2 separate regions of the Pan troglodytes genome follow, and region 2 is linked to region 1. A link is a contact called in public HiChIP or PLAC-seq data. All regions are on one chromosome and are shown on one strand. The core of a region is the stretch at or near the end of the contact, and the rest is flanking DNA. Distances in the headings are between cores, read along the strand shown. Region 1 holds the start of SDCBP2 (syndecan binding protein 2). Region 2 holds the start of FKBP1A (FKBP prolyl isomerase 1A).

Region 1 (4,653 bases), core at 685-3,184:
ATTACAAAGGAAGAAATGACATTCAAAGGGGATTTGCCTATGCTGCGCTCTCACAAGTCAGAAGCAGTCAGTCTGAACCCTGCCCTGCCTGGGCCTGGGTTCAGGCGTGTCTGCTTGAGGAAGTCACAGCTTTTCCCCAGCAGGCAGTGCAGCACTGAGAGGAGGAACGGGGGTACATGCTGGTGGCCTAGCAACAGCTTCTTCTATTCCGACTCACCACATCCCTGGGCTAATTTGGCCTTCCAGGAGCTATTCCTCTGACACTCTAACCCACGCTTCCCTCCCGCGCACTGTCTTGTAAAGGATGGATGAGCTGTCCACAGGAACGAGTGGGAGTTCCATCACTTCAGCTCTTTGGAACAAAGTGTTCCAAAGAGTGTTCTCACTCTAAGTTCAAAGATGGGGGCTGAAGTCCCCTTGTCAGCCCTGCTGATCTCCGAAGCCCAACTATTGGTTTGTTGTGGGTGTTGTTATTGCTTATATCAAAAAGTACAGAAGCTCAGGGATGGAAATCTGGAAAGGGCTGTGGGAGAGGAAAATTCCTCTGAGAGAGAGGGGTTAGGTGGGTTCTTTTCCTTTCGGAGGAACCAATTACTTGTGGGAAGCCATCAGCACAGAACTGAGCAAACTTCCACAGTCAGATTATAGGGGCCAGGCAGCCTTTCAACCTAACTCGTTAGGGCCATGGTTTCTCTCCTTTTCCAGGCCCAGGTTATTCTTCGAAAGACTTTCTACTTATTGACTGCAAACACAGACAGGCATGGGAAGAAAGACTGTATATTTAGGATATCAGGCTTTCTCTTCTCTCTGTGCCTGCTTTTCCACTCCTTTCAGAAATAGTAATGGGATGCCTGTTGTGTGCCAGGCACTGTGCTCAGCACTGGGGGTTAACAAATGAGTGACATTTCCTGACCAGTGAGGGAGATGAGCAAACAAACACAGCACAGTGGAAATCCAACCTAGGAAATGCAGAAGGCCTTGCTCATAGTAGGTGATTAATAAACACTTGTGGAATATATGATGAAGAGGCAAATACAAGAAATGCTGTCGTCTAGAGCAGGGAGGCTTGCCAATCTCCATGGGTACATGTGGGGGAAAGCTTTAAATTGGAGGAAAAAGAGTTCACAACGAGGAAAAGAGAGAAGGCATGAATGACTCTTAAGACAGAGGGAATAGCACCTGCAAAAGCATGGAGGCATGAACTAGCAGGCTGACTTTTAGAACTCAACCTAAAGTAGTCTGGAATAAATGAACTTCATGATAAGTGTGGAGAAGAATGAGATGGTGAGAATAGAAACATTACCAGAAGTCAGGTCACAGAGATTTGAGGGCAAGAAGTAGGTATGGCTTCAGAAGGGAAAGGGAGGAGCTGAGGATAACTCCCAGATTTCTGACATAGCCCATGGGTGGATTTAGTGAGACTGCTGGGGAGGCGCGGCACAGCTGGGGAAAATCACGAGTCCAGTTTGGATAATCTGCGAGGTAAACGGGATCCAGAAGGCAACTGGACTCTCAGGCCTGGGCCTCCCTGTCCCTGGAATAGCACACTCTCTTCCCACTTGAACATCCATCCTACACGGCCCTGTCAGGGTCTTCTTCCTTCCTCCAGGAGACCTTCCTGATTGCCCTAGCCTTCCTCCTATACGCCAGATCCAACTGCCTGAGTCCCTCATAACAGGCTTTCGGTCTGATTTTGCTGTGGGAATTGATGTGCCCGGCCAAGCCAAGAACCCTTCCCTAGGCAGCAGAAGCCCAGTCACTCAGTCACTGGTGGGTGGGACGCCGGGTGAATCTGCGTAGGGTGGGGCGGGGCATTTTTAGCTCAACACTGGGTCAGAAGTCACGGCCAGACAAGAAACGGGTGAGAAAGGGGGGAGGAAGGGTGACGTCACAATTGGTAGGAAATACCTTGGGACTTGACGCTTTCGAAACCAAAGGGAGAGCAAAAGCAGCCGGGAGCGCGCGGGCCGACCTGGTTCTCCTCCCTTCCCACGGCTGCCTTAGTACAGAATCTTATAAGTCCTCCTCCTTCGGAGGCTACAAATGGTGTTCCGAGGCCAGGGGAGTTTAAAGCTCGATTTCACCCGCGCAGCCTCCAATCCGGTAAAGAGGGGCCGCGGAGCCCGACCAAGTCTTCCTATCCCTTACTCTGCTGCTTTACCTGATCTATTTTTGTGGATGCCGGCGCCAGCTACGGGCGCCCGGAGAAAGCACGAGGCCGGGTGGACTCTGGTAACGCAAGCAGCAAGGAGGCCGCCATTTTCCACTCTGCAGCCGCTAGGGATCGTGGGAGTCACCCCTCACCGCGCCCGGGCCTGGGTGGGCGAAACGCATGCGCTCTAGAAGTTGCTGGGTCGCTTGGCGGTGTTTCTGCGCAGGCGCCGTAGCCCATAGCAACCGCCGTAACCCATAGCAACCGCCGTAACCTGTAGCAACCGGAAGATGTCGCTTCCGGCTGGTTTGGGGCTAAGAAAGGGGTTATAGTCATTTCGAGATCATGGAACGATGTGACAGATGGGAAACTGAGGCTGGGGTGGAGGCAGGCCCTAGGGACCGTTGCGTTGGACCTCGCTCCTGTGGCGCGGTGGATGGAGTTTGTGGCTTGTGGCTCCTATTTCCCAAAGCAGGAAATTGAGGCAGAGGGAAGGGACAGGTTCGTCCTGAGGCTGCAGCCCAGGTGATGGTTCCCCGGGTAAAAAAATCAATATGATGCCCTTTCTTTATAAGGAGAAGGCAGGGAAATGAAAGTAATTTCTAATAAAAGTATATGCATTTCACTTTGTAAAAGCTGAGGCTGGCTTACACCCGATCATGCTTGTACCCAACTTAGGAATCAGCTTAGGTTTACTAGAAGACAATATTCAGCTGAATTTTGCCAACAGTTTATATCTGACGTCTTGGGTCAAAGGCTAAATATATTTATATAAAAGCGCGGAGTCACTGTAACAGCTACACATGTACACAGACGTGGGCATGCTGTTCGGGTGACTCACCCGTGGTGAGCAGGGTGGGCAGCGATTTTCCAGAATGGTGATCAAAGTGTAACTCCCCACAACCAACCTGATATATGCATTTCCAGACAATCTAGTGTGTACTAAAACTAGGGAAAAATTCATTGTGATTGTATGTACAACCAATTATAACGGATTTTTGGCTTACTTGAAAGTTTGGCAGGATATCTGAAAGTTGTGCGGGACAGGACCATTTGTTATGGTGACTGTAATGGACTGTCCCATCCATTACAGGAGTTTCATATCCCTGCCACCCCCCCCCCAGACAGGGATATGACTGTCCCCTCAGTCTCGTGACACCCAAAAATGCCCACATAAATTTCCAATCTGTTCCTTGGAAAACCACTGATTTATTCAGTCAAATAATTTTTGCTAGCATATGTGTGCTGGGCAGTGCCGTGGCGGGGAAGGATCGTGTGTGAACGGGACAGAGCTCCTGCCCTTATGAGTGAGGTCCAGTGTAAGAAAATAGCCAGATATTAATCACATAATTTGATAAATAGCTTGGCAACAGGGGCAGTACAGGTCAGGGGTGGAATACACGGGAAGACCTAGCCAGGCAGCCTGGGTATCATGCAGTCTGGAAAAGCCAAGCAGAGAAGTAGCATCTGAACTGAGCCTCGAAGGAGCATCACACCAAGGAGGATGATGTGCACAGCAGAGGGACCAGCATGTCTGGCACACAGTGGACACTCAAATGTTTTGAATGATTGAACGAAACACAGCATGTTCGCTGGCAGGGAACCATTCCCCATTATATTGTGAGCTGCTACAAGGCAGGGGATACAGTATGCCTTTCCTATCCCCAGGTTTCACATCCATGGATCCAACCAACTGTAGACAGAAAATATTTAAAAAATAAAAATTAAAAAAAACAACAAAAATTCAAATAAAAATAAAGTATAACTTTGTTTAGCATTTACATTGCATTAGGTATTGTAAGTAATCTAGAGATGATTTAAAGTATACAGAAGAATGTGCATAAGTTATATGCAAATATTATGCCACTTTATGTAAGGGACATAAGCATCTGTGGATGTTGGTATCCGAGGGATGGGGAGTGAGGGGCATTGTCCTGGAACCTAGCCCAAGGAACGACTGTACCTGTTTTCTCACTTCCCCACATCCCAGCACTAAGATGGGATCCAGAGAAGGTGGCAGTGGTGAAAGGATCTCAGACACAGAAAAAGTGTTATGTGATCTGGCCCGGGAGTGATTTCCAGGAAATGGATCTCTGACTCCCTGCTCTCCCAGGGGACAGCTGACAAAAATATAAGTGCTCTACTGGTTAAATGTTAGGAAAATCAGGGCAGGAGTGGCTGCTTCTTTTCGCATCTGCTGTTCATGCGTGGTCCTGGTGGCAGGTCACGTTTTGGCAGATGATAGCTGCTGAGGACTGTCCCAAGATTAAAAATCTCATAGTGTGTGTACACAGTGGGGAAGGCTATAAGCAAAGGGGTCTCTTCCCCCACGTGGTCTAAAGGAAGTCAGAGCCAGACTCCCTCCCCTCCTAGGAAATTCCTGTCCTGTTGGGATGGTCATTTCTACCCCAAAGGCCAGGCTAGGGCAAGGGTCTGGAACTGGCTGCCTCCAGGAACCAAGCAGGCAACGTAAATCAGTGAAGGGCTGATGGGTACTTGGG
Region 2 (4,892 bases), core at 971-3,470, 68 kb before region 1:
AGGGTAGGATTCTAAGGATGGGGAGCCACAAGTAGAAGAAGGATGAGTCCCTGAGCAGCCTGTGAAGTGCTACCTGCACTGAACCACCTGCCTCTGAACTGTTACATGAGAGAGACAGCAACTTCAGCCTCTTTTCAGCCACAGTTAATTTGGTTCTGTTACAGCCTGTATTCTTACTACATTAAAATTTCCAAAGCAGTCACAAGCTCACTGAGATTTTAGGAAAGGGGACATAGATGAGGGTTGGGGTGTCAAAAAACTGTGAGGTCATGTTTAAAACACTACAGGAGCTGGTATGGTTTAGTTCTGTGTCCCCACCCAAATCTTATCTTGAATTGTAATCCCTATAATCCTGAGGTCAAGGGAGGGACCCGGTGGGAGGTGATTGGATCGTGGGGGTGGTTTCCCCCACGCTGTTCTCATGGTAGTGAGTGCATTCTCATGAGAAATGATGGTTTTATAGGTGTTTGACAGTTCCTCTTCACATACTCTCTCTCGTGCCTGCTGCTGTGTAAGATATGCCTGCTTCCCCTTCTGCCATGATTGTAAGTTTCCTGAGGATTCCCAGCCATGCAGAACTGTGAGTCAATTAAACCTCTTTCCTCCATAAATTACCCAGTCTCAGGAATTTTTTTTTTTTTTTTTTGAGACTGGTTCTCACTCTGTCACCCAGGCTGGAATGCAATGGTGCAATCTTGGCTCACTACAACCTCCGCCTCCGGGTTTAAGCAATTCTTATGCCTCAGCCTCTCAAGTGGCTGGGATTACAAGCCTGTGCCACCACGCCTGGCTAATTTTTTTGTATTTTTAGTAGAAACTGGGTTTCACCATGTTGGCCAGGCTGGTCTTGAACGCCTGGCCTCAAGTGATCTGCCCGCCTCAGCTTCCCAAAGTGCTGGGATTACAGGCATGAGCCACCGTGCCCAGCCTCGGGTATTCTTTATAGCAGTGTGAGAATCGACTAATGCAGAAGCACACACACCCACACAGATCAGAGAAAGATTAGTCACATGTGCCTCCTTATGTCCTAGATCATGTCACAGTGTTCTCTTGGGTTACAGTGCCTCTGCAGGTACTGCTCCTTCTGCCTCCCCTTACCCCAACACATACACACAACTGGCCTTCTAACCTTGGCTAAACCTGGTTAAACCTGGCTAACTCAGGGAAATATCTGACCACATTCCAGACTAAGTGAGGCATCTCCGTTATATTAACACGCCCCTCACAGCATGTATTACTGTCTCATAATATTACAGATTTGAAACTTTACATTTATTCCGCATCTTTTTTTTACTTAAACAGGTTATTTGATTATCTCTCCCACATCATACGTAGATTCTGTGAGGTCAGGGACTAAGTCTGACTCCTTCACTGCTGTATCCTCAGCACCTAGCACAGTACATGACATACAGAAGGTGCTTGTCAAAGTCAAAATAAAATATGGAGATGAATCTCTAAATGTAATGTTTTATTTGGGGAAGCGAGAATCGCAACTCGGAGCATACACACAGATCTGGTGGTCTTTGGTATGTCTGAAAAACAAAGAGAAGGCTGGGAGTTTTATTAGAAAGGGAAATACATTGGCACTAGTAAAGTTTCAGGGAGCCGGCAAGCTCTGATTGGTGACTGACAGTGGTAAGTAAAACTAGTATTAGGTTATGGCGAGTTGTTTCAGCAGTTACTAGCTGAATCTGGTCTTAGGGGGACAGCAGGCCATTTCAGCAGCAGTTAGTGGAAATATTGATTCTTGGAGCAGGCGCTGTGTGCCTCCAGTGCTTTTCCCCTGGCCCCTGGATTCTGATTCCGTTGGACATAAGAAGAGTGACCCAATTCGTATTATCAACTTTCACATGCTCAGTAAGAATGTATGCATGTAAGCTATGGGTGAGTGAATGAATTTGGACAACTCCTCCTCCAGTGAAGAAAAGCAGAACTTACAAACTTGAGCCACTTATACTAACATACTACCACCTGTGCGCTGTCTTCTCAGAACCATGCTCTTCCCAGGATGAGTAACTGTGTGCTTCTAAGTGGAAACCTGATGACAGTCACCCAGTCAGTGACTGGCGGACCCCCTATTATTACTCCCATTCTTTGGGCAGGGAGATGCTTAACCGGCTGGAAGCACAGAGGAAAGGCAGGTGAACGAAGCAAGTCACCCGGCAAACACAGCTGTATCCGGAGGCCTCCGGGCTTCCGGAGGTCTCGGGGCTTCTGGGCTTCCGGTCCCTCTTCCGGAGGCCTGAGTTTCCGGGACGTGCGCGCCGTGTGGGGCGCGCACGCAGGGCTGGGCGTGAGGGGGCGTGCGCGTGCGCAGGCGACGCGCCGAGGGACTAGGCAGAGCCGTGGAACCGCCGCCAGGTCGCTGTTGGTCCACGCCGCCCGTCGCGCTGCCCGCCCGCTCAGCGTCCGCCGCCGCCATGGGAGTGCAGGTGGAAACCATCTCCCCAGGAGACGGTGAGTAGTGGCGCGCGGCGGCTCGGAGTACCTCTGCCGCCGCGCGCATCGGCTCAGCATGCCCGTCTCTGTCTCCTCAGGGCGCACCTTCCCCAAGCGCGGCCAGACCTGCGTGGTGCACTACACCGGTGAGTCGGGGGCCCAGCGGGGAGGGGGCCCGGGCCGCAGTCCGCAGCCCGGGTGCGGCTGGCCGTCAAGGCCTGGGGTCCGGGGCCTGGGGTCCGGGGCGTGGCGGCGGCGAGGTCCGCATGGCCCGAGGCTGAGGCCTGGGCGGTGGCTCAGGGGCAGCCTCGGGCTGGCGGAACCCGGGCGGGTCTGAATCGGCGGTTGTGAGCGTTGGCTGCGGGCTAGGTGTTATCTAACCCATCAGAAGCATTTCTGCACCTTAGATGCTGCCCTTATGCCCACTGCACAGATGAGGAAACTGAGGCTTGGCGAGGCGAAGTCACTTTCCCAAGGTCTCACTTTCCCAAGGTCACACTTTCAGGAATGGGCAGAGCTCTGGCCAGGGACCATTAGGAAGGATTTGTACCATTTCTGTGCCCCTGCCCCCACTTCCATCCCTCCCTTCACTGGAGATGAGGACGAGGTAATTCCGAGTCTGCAGAGCTGCTGCTTCCTCCGGGGAACTCGGAATTCGCCCCTTTGCCGCGGGTGGGGAAACATCCCGCTTCCTAAGTCATTGCTTTGGCTCTTCCTGGCCTTGGGGGAAGTAGAGCTGCACGGCCTTCTTCCGTCTTTTTACTTTTGAGCCACTTACAAATCCAAGGCTCAGTGGCAGCGTTGGCTCAGGCTGACCGAAAGCTGCACGTGTAATTGAGTCCCCCAGCTCTTCTAGAAGTAGAGACTTCTCTCATCCTCATTTTAAAGATAAAGCATCTGGAGGCTAATACATAGTGATAATACAAGCCAAAGGAAATTTTAGACACCTCCCCCTCCCCAGCCAGAATTCAGACATCAGCGTCGTGTGCCTTGGGGCTGTCTTACTCCTTCTCCTTACAAGGTTGTCCTGGTTTGTATGGGGGCGGGGGAGGGGGAGAGCTGAGTTGGCGGAGACTCAGTGGCTGTGGGTCCCACAAGGGTGGGAGTGATTGGTGTAGCCACAGTTGTTGATACGAATGACCTTCCCTCCCCCTCCTCCTTCCCCTTTCTCAACCTTCCCACCCTTTCCTCTGTTCCCCCTCCTCCTCCCTCTGTTTTCCCACCCCCTCTCCTCCTCTTCCTCCTCCTGGGGCTGTGGGCAGTTCTGGCCAAGTTGCTCACGAATAAGCTCCACCTTTCTCTTCCAAATCATGGAAACATGGAGGGATCCCTCTATTGAGGGAAATGACTTTCACTGGAAAGAGGAAAAGGCAACTAACATCCCTCCTCCCATGCCGTTTTATTTCTGTGGCCCTTCCCCATGGGTAGAAATGGGGGCAGGAGGTAGAAGTTAAGGACTAGAACTTTAAAAATTCTGCCAAAGGAGGAGTTACTGAAACCCATCTTTGTGGGGAGCAGGCAGTCTCATGTCCGTGAAGGAAGCTGGAAAGTGCTTTTGATGTTTTAGGTAGCTGTCCTTGTAGGCCACAGTCAGCACCCGAGCCTGGGAGGTCTGGTAGATGAAAGCGCATCCTTTTGGTGATTTTTCATCGGAAGGATGAGAAGAGTAACCATTTACAGTGCTGGGGTGAGTGGGCAGTTCATTCAGTTCCGCAGCCAACTGGGGCAAAGATTGGGACTCAAGCCGTGAGGAGCTGCCTTCTGCCGCACCCCCTCCCCACCCTAGCTTGTACATAGCCACACTAGGGTGCTTGGCAGCATGTGCCCACTCCCACGTCTGCCCCTCATGCTCGCCCACGTTCTGGTGCTGCCAACAGGACTGGACTCCAGCATGTAGGCAGTGCCGCACTTCACCATGCCTCTTGGTGAAATATCCCCACACAGCATGTCTGGAGCCTTTTCCTATGAGAACAGATGGTCATGAGACCCAGAACACCATCAGGGTTTCCAGTGCCTCTTGAAGTGTGTGTTTTTCTCGCGGGTGGCACACACCCACATGTTTCCAGAGCAGCAGCAGGACCCTGGCATGCATTAGGACAAAAGCTTTCTTTTTGATTTCGTTTTGATAAGCCCTATAAAGACGCCTTAGTGAGAAGCCAGCTCTGCCTCATGCTCACAGAATAGACTGTTTTCGAGCAGGCTGGCGGCTTTGTTCCCGTGGGTCTTTGTCACCAGCCTCCCAGGAATAACCTGTTTGAGACCTGTGGGGGCGTGAGAGGAGTGGGTAGGCACTGGGAGATCTCATCTGTAGCAGTTAAGGCTTTTTAGTCACTGGGAACAGAATCCATCTTGGGGGAACATGATCAGAAGGTGGAGGTTATAAAGGTTCCAGGGGTTTTCAAAGGCAGGAAGCCCACTGGGTCCTAAGAAGGGAAAAGAAATAATCATGATGC

Evidence for each region. HiChIP or PLAC-seq counts read pairs in DNA pulled down with a chosen protein or histone mark.
Region 2: a contact with region 1 is called in an H3K4me3 HiChIP or PLAC-seq map of stem cell-derived excitatory neurons, with 2.1 times the contacts expected there. The contact joins the promoter of FKBP1A here to the promoter of SDCBP2 in region 1. A contact is called at or near these places in 2 of 7 Hi-C or Micro-C datasets (blood and stem cell-derived neural progenitor cells) and 1 of 1 datasets of contacts at active chromatin or transcription factors (stem cell-derived excitatory neurons).

Annotation. Positions count from the first base shown.
Region 1 is chr21:7,999,613-8,004,265 of NHGRI_mPanTro3-v2.0_pri, reverse strand. SDCBP2 (syndecan binding protein 2) reads left to right here and starts at 1,934. Exons shown (of 8, transcript NM_001280008.1): 1 at 1,934-2,103. It overlaps LOC104003489 (a long non-coding RNA gene), which reads right to left and starts at 2,366. Exons shown (of 5, transcript XR_001712066.4): 1 at 2,162-2,366.
Region 2 is chr21:8,067,321-8,072,212 of NHGRI_mPanTro3-v2.0_pri, reverse strand. It overlaps FKBP1A (FKBP prolyl isomerase 1A), which reads left to right and starts at 2,220. Exons shown (of 5, transcript XM_063803259.1): 1 at 2,220-2,457; 2 at 2,538-2,585. The coding sequence starts at 2,421.